Linked DNA regions of Mus musculus: region 1 is linked to region 2. The links are chromatin contacts, called in public ChIA-PET maps. All regions are on one chromosome and are shown on one strand. The core of a region is the stretch at or near the end of the contact, and the rest is flanking DNA. Distances in the headings are between cores, read along the strand shown.

The links. ChIA-PET counts read pairs in DNA pulled down with a chosen protein or histone mark.
Region 1: a contact with region 2 is called in an RNA polymerase II ChIA-PET map of memory CD8 T cells, with 10 read pairs. The contact joins two enhancer-like sites. A contact is called at or near these places in 2 of 115 datasets of contacts at active chromatin or transcription factors (embryonic stem cells and memory CD8 T cells).

What each region holds. Positions count from the first base shown.
Region 1 is chr13:95,941,554-95,944,849 of GRCm38.p6, reverse strand. No RefSeq gene overlaps it. Among named protein-coding and RNA genes, the nearest start is that of Gm24032, 46 kb to the right of the region's middle. Within about 2 kb of position 2,004, at least 58 of the 459 cell types and tissues checked have an H3K27ac peak or open chromatin away from gene starts, as enhancers often do. A contact at or near this core is called in memory CD8 T cells, where this site is marked.
Region 2 is chr13:95,448,052-95,451,407 of GRCm38.p6, reverse strand. No RefSeq gene overlaps it. Among named protein-coding and RNA genes, the nearest start is that of Crhbp, 4.9 kb to the right of the region's middle. Within about 2 kb of position 1,462, at least 45 of the 459 cell types and tissues checked have an H3K27ac peak or open chromatin away from gene starts, as enhancers often do. A contact at or near this core is called in memory CD8 T cells, where this site is marked.

The DNA.
Region 1 (3,296 bases), core at 755-3,254, 490 kb before region 2:
GAGATGCAGTGACATCACGCAGTTTGTAGTCCTTTTACTTACATAAGCAAGCATGGAGCCAGCCACACACGGGTAGATACTTAACAGCTACTACCTCCCCAGTGTCTGTGGATTCCTTGGTGTAACTCCTGTCAGGATTGATTTCAGACCAGCAGTGAAGAGCCTCTGAAGATGGAGATGGGAGCCATCCTCTGGGGCAGATAGATACAACAGACAGAAATAACTGCGAGAGCTTTAGTGGCAGTAAATGCGGGAAAAATAACCCTGAAGTGATAAGTGCGGAGGGTTCTCTACCTTCAATTTTTAATATTTATTTAATTATAAGATTCCATGAGTTAACTTTTTTTCCCAAAGATTTACTTATTATTATAAATAAGTACACTGTAGCTGCCTTCAGATGCACCAGAAGAGGGCGTCAGATCTCGTTATGGGTGGTTGTGAGCCACCATGTGGTTGCTAGGATTTGAACTCAGCACCTTCAGAAGAGCAGTCAGTGCTCTTACCCCCTGAGCCATCTCGCCAGGCCATGAGTTAACTTTTAACAATGGTTGTGATTAAACCCCATTGCAAATTTTTTGAAATTTCAGCAATTTGCTCTAGATCCAACACTCTAGCAGCAGTAACCCCAGGGAATCATTCGGTGTGATCCTGATGATGAGTTGGTGCCTATGCCTCATTGAGTCCCCTGCTATGCTACCATAGGAGCGGAAGAGGGAAGAGAAAAGAGTTACAAGCCCAGCACCCACTGTGTGACAGTCACTGTGGTCCTGTTTAGTGATGGTTATAATTTCACTTCCCCTCACATCCATCTCAGAGGAAAGAGATTAAGCCACATCCCACTGGGTCTGCATTTGTAGTAAGGTGCCTTGGACCATGCCTTACACACAGCAGCCACGGGATTCATATCTGTTGTGTGAATAGGCAAAGAATGAAAAGACTCCTGGTATACACATTCACGGCCATCTCGGGTCTGATTCCTGCAACTGCCTCCTTCCCTTCCATATCCGAGTACACAGAAATCAACTAGAGGCAACGCGCTGCCAGGCAACAATTATACTGCCCCTTTAACCTACAAGGCCCTTCTACCATGCTTCCTTCTCAGGTCAGGTTTCCCTAGAAACAGATTAAGAGAGATTTTAGCTGTCTGTTGATGAGTGCTCTTGGAATAGCTGCCTAAGAAGACAGAAGGACATGGCAGGAAGAAATCTCTAGTGTGTGGTAGTGGGAGGCTCTGTGAGGATGGAGAGAGTTCTGGAATTGTCCTGATGGAGGCAAGGGGAGGGACCGTTGCATGCCCACTTTGGGTGACACAGCTGCCTTCCTAGAGGGACTCCACCACGAGACATTAGATATAACACTCCAGACCTCTACAGAGTGAGTGCCTCTGGCCTGCAGGAAGATCTGGAGTGCCTACCTTCCTGTCTCATCTGCCTGCTCTGTGGCTGACTTCCTGTGGCATCCAGAACAGGGGGCACTGTGTCAAAAATGCCACACCAACTCAATTGTGTCTCCCTGACACACTTAATCCAATACCTAGCTGTTCCAGAGGAGACCGAACATGAGAGTTTGACTCTATGTACCACTAAACTTTTAGAGCTAGGCATGGCAGCTCACACATAACTAGCACTTGGGAGGCTGGAGCAGAAGGACTGCCTATCCTGGAAGGCTGCCCTGAGCACACGTAGGAAATAGTAGGCCAGCATGGACTATAGAACAAGAACCCTGTCTAAACAAACCAACAAATCCGCCAAAGTCTTGACTTCCAACAAGAACACACAAAAATACACACATGCTTTTAGCCTTTATTTTGGTAGCTACAACAGCCCTCAATGCTGGGGACTGAACCCAGGGGCTTGCTAGACATTCTTATCACTGAGAAACATCCCCAGTCCTTGATTTCTAAGACAAGATCAAATGTAGCCAAAGCTGGCCTCAAACAGAAGTCCTCTTGCTTTAGCTTCCTGAGTTTGGGACTGGAGGCATGTGCCACAACCCGCATACCACAAGAACCCCCATGGGTTCAGCTGGGGACTTGCTTTAAGTAGGTACAAGTAAGGGAGGTCCCACACACACAGCTGAAAGCAGCTTCTTGTTGACAGCATTGTGAGAGCCTTGAGGTCTGTCCCTGATCAGACACCAGGCTCCCGCTGGTGAATCCCTCCTCCTCACAGGCTGCTCTGAGAGCTGCCTGATTAAAATGCTGCAAGAGCTGAACAGCCACAAATCTAAGTGTCCTAAGTTATCATTTCCCCTATTCCATTTTGTGTGTGTGTGTGTGTGTGCGTGTGCGTGTGTGTGTGTGTGTGTGTGTGTGTGTGAGAGAGAGAGAGAGAGAGAGAGAGAGAGAGAGAGAGAGAGAGAGAGAGAGAGAGAGAGAGAGAGATTTTCTTCTAGGACCCTGCAGCTACTAGAGGAAAGAATAATAAGAAAAAAAAATCTGTAACACAGGAAGATGCTCTGCCTCCTCCATTATTATTGAACTGGTTTTGCACAGTATGCTGATCTCTGAAACGATGAGCTTCCAAACAGCAGCCAATGCTACGGAGACAGTAGAGCTGGCCTCAGGTCTGCAACAAGGCAAGAGACCCCATAGAATAAAGATGTAGGCTGGCGTGATGTACAGGGAAAGATGACCAGAGTAAAATAAAGGACCAGCACTCTGCACATACGTGCTGTTCGGCTCTCCATAGAAAATGCCATTACATGTTCTGAGCATGTAGTTTGGGCCCTCTGATGTCAGAAGGTCACCCATTAGACACTTGTTAGGGAACTTGAAGGACCTGTGGTTTCCATTTGGCCAAGTTCCTTCCAAGTTCCTGAAATTTAACTTAAGCAACATTTATCATCTTGACCAACAAGGCAGAGGTGTTAACTGCAGCAAAGCTAACAGTGCTCAGTGATTAGACCTCCAACTGGAAGAAAAGCAAATGAAGGGATGGAATGGGGTGGGATGGGATGGGAGCCACTCCGTGATAGAGATTCACCCAGCATGAGCAAGGCCTTAGGTTTGATTCCCAGCACAGTAAACACAATTTGAAATTATAAAGCAGTGAAAACAAGCGAAACTGGAGGAGTTTCACCATATTCACCGTAGCTTTACAAACTACAGACCTTCATTCCCCAAAGAAAGCAGAGACAGAAGAGAGAAGAGGCAGGAAGCAGGGATATGAGAATCCCCAAGGATGAGAAATAATTTCCCTTTCTTCCCAGGGTCACATACAACATGGAATTCCTGTCGAGCTTCTCTCTCTCTCTCTCTCTCTCTCTCTTTCTCTCTCTCTCTTTTTCTCTGTGTG
Region 2 (3,356 bases), core at 213-2,712:
CCCTCAGCCTGAAATTTTTGATTTTTCCCACAGACTGCTGTCTATATACTAACTACACAGTATTGCGTTGAGCCATGCAATTGCCTGAGGCAATCGATATTGATGGTGTCTTATTTGTCACACACACATATGTATGTATATGTGTATGTATATGTATAATGCATTGGTGGGACACTGCACAAGGAGATACCACAGATAGCTAATTGTTACCTAGATCTTTCTCTGTTCTTGTCCTTTTCAAAAGCTCCTGTAAACTCCTGTCCTTTAGATCTATTTTAAGACAGCAGAAGCACAACTCTTTGCATATTATTTCTCCTCTGTCAGGGAAGAGGCAGATTCTGCAGGTGATGTCATATCCCAGTGCACGTCACCACTGCTCAGTGACACACACTGCTGGGTCTGGAGCTTGCTGTACCCCTCCCTTTGATGCAAGGAGTGAGGCATATGAGATGGCATTTCATTGTAATCTCTGGACTGGATGTTAGTCATGGAATATTTCAGAGGGAGCCTGAAGTGAGCTGAGGAAATAATGTCACTCCGAAGTCAAGGGAACCTGCGCAAAGATGAGCAATGTGCGGCCTCCCTGACAGCGACGGATCCGCTGCTTCCAGCCTGGGACTGTGCCGTCTCACTTTTTGCTGCTTGTCTAGTTATTTTTAAAGCCCCAACTTATTATTGTCCTGACTCATTTCCAGGAGTGTCCCCCCCACCCCCGCCATGTCTTCAGAGAAGGATTCATCAGCTGGCTGGATACAGAGGCAACTTTGTGGTGTGGGCTTGGCTTCTTGCTCACGGTGAGAATCTGGGCAAACCTTACCTCTTTCATTTCTCTCTCCCATCAGTGCCCTTCAGATGCATTCTTGCTAGCCACACTTTCTTGGTCCTAACCGTCTCAGTTTTGACACATGATCTCACTCAGCGATGCTTGATAAGGGTCTAACTGCTTCCTCCTTGGCAGGCCCTGATTTCCCCCTCTTTCTGCTTTGTAACATCAGCCGCTCCCATTCCTCTCTCTTCTCAGTTTTATTCCACTCTGACTCTCACCATTTCTTGTGATGAAATCAGCTCCTCTGTCATGCACATAATCTTTAATGGGACCCATTCCTGGCTCATCTTTTAAAATGCAGTTCTGCAATTAGATTCTAATCTAGTCCTCTAATTTTCTAGCCATGGCTTTTAAAGTCAGTTAATGTTTTAATATGAAGTCATTCATTCTAATTTAATAATGATATGAAAACATATCCCATGTATGCCTCTTACAAAAATATTATCATTAGTTTTGGTGATGAAGACATGAAATAGAATTGGTAATTTAACCACAGCTGTCATTTACATCTATTCTGTCTGCATTACTTACACTGTTTGACACCTACAGTAATTTTTAGCATATACTCTACCGTTTATAGATAAGGAAGCTTATGATCAAAGAGCTCTTTGAACCCATGTGGGTTTTGTTTTGCGTTTGTGTGGTTTACTGAAATGTTACCGTACAGTCAGTCTGTTATCTAGAAATAGCACCATGCTCTAGTGTATAACACAATGCATGGATATTATAGCTCACTCTATGAAAAGGCTAAACTGTTTTAGAGATGGCTGTGTTTTGGAAGCAGTAACTGCTGCCAGTTACAAACACCTTTCATGGAAACTGCTTTCCCCCTTTTCTCAAGGGAATGTTGTTATGACAGTCTTCTGCCCTGGCCTCTGACCTCTGCCTACAGGTTTGTGGGTGAAGATTTTAAGAATGTAAGTTTGAGCTTGTTTTCATCTGTCTGATGGTGACACAAAGTTTTTGGTGGCCTATGTGAAGCTCCCAGAACTGGGGGCAACCTACAGACAGAGGGACCAGGGTGTGGCCACAACCTACAGACAGAGGGACCAGGGCGTGGCCACTCAGTGCTTGCTTTTACTTTTTCTTTTCTGAAGGCATCTTCTGTTGCCGGATTTGACCACATTGTGAAACACAAGGTTGTGAGCTGGGGTTTTGTTTTAATGTGGGCTCATCCCTAGCACACACCTTTAACCCAAAGAGCTTTCCGTAAGCAGGAGCTAAATATAGTCAAAGATAGGTCAAGAGGCTGAGCAAGCTACCATTTAACAGGAAGGGGACAGGAGGAAGAAAGGAGGGTCTTTGAGTTGAAGGCCATTTAAGACAGTGTGGAGAAGGAGAAAGAAGGCATTTTTCCCTCTGGGACATTGGTGGAGGAGGAAGGTCAGCTTAGTGCTTTCTCTGACTCTCTGAGCTAGCAGGCTTTCACCCTAGCATCTGGCTTTTGAGTCTTCATTGGTAAATTGAATATTTGGGATTTAAAAAAACAAACAAACAATCAAACAAACAAAAAAACACCCAATAATCTTCATATCTTGAAAATAGATTATACTAATGTACGGATTATACTTCAGCTTGTTATCGCTCGAGCCCTACCTCCCAAACGTGTAGTTTCTCTCAACTGGAGATCTTCTATAGCTGAAACATGAGAGTATCATCCAAAGTCTGACTCACACTAGGTCCGCAAATCAGATTCACTTAGCTCCCTCTGATTTTTAATACCGCTGAAAAATAATCTTAATGAGTATAAATCGTTCCATTAATATAATAAAATCTATGTTGGATTTAAAAGATACAAAAACAACTCTAAAATTAATATGGAACCTCAAACAAAACAAAACAAAAACCTTGAAGGAAACAAAACCAACCAACCAACCAACAAACAAACAAACAAAAAAACAAAACCAGAAGGCATCAAACTTATTGACTTCAAAATTTAGACCCCAGAGTTGTCAGCTGTGGTCCTGGCATAAGGAGAGATACCGGCCCATTAAGAAGAACAGCAAACTCCACTTGGACAAGGATATCAAGAGTATACAATGAGGAAAGGACACATATGTTGAAGCCTCCCCGCCCAGCATAGCTGTAGCCATTTGGTTCCTTGCCTGCCAACTATTTCATATTGTTGCCGTAATATGTCTGTCCGTCATTGGCACAGAAAAATAACTTGACTCGGAGTAGGGGTCATGCTGACCACATACCCAGTTTTGTTCCATATGTTATAAGCTTTGTTAATCTTAAGAAATTCCACAACTATAAGCTTCCTGAAGGCCCCATCAAATTAAAGGTCAATATGAACTGTTATGTCTAAAATGACTTGAGTCAGGGTTGACCCCTGGGCAGCACTTCCAACATCTGTGTATGAGCTCCTTGTGTTTTTGTGTTTTTAGCCTTTATAAGCTGTCCCTGAGAGATGTCCAGCTTTGAGCTGTTGCCCTGGTCGATCGGTCTTGGGGATGTGCGTTCAGTAAGCCATTCCTGCTTAGCTGAAATTGGTGTTCATGTGGTTTATGGGTTGACTCTAGGGCTC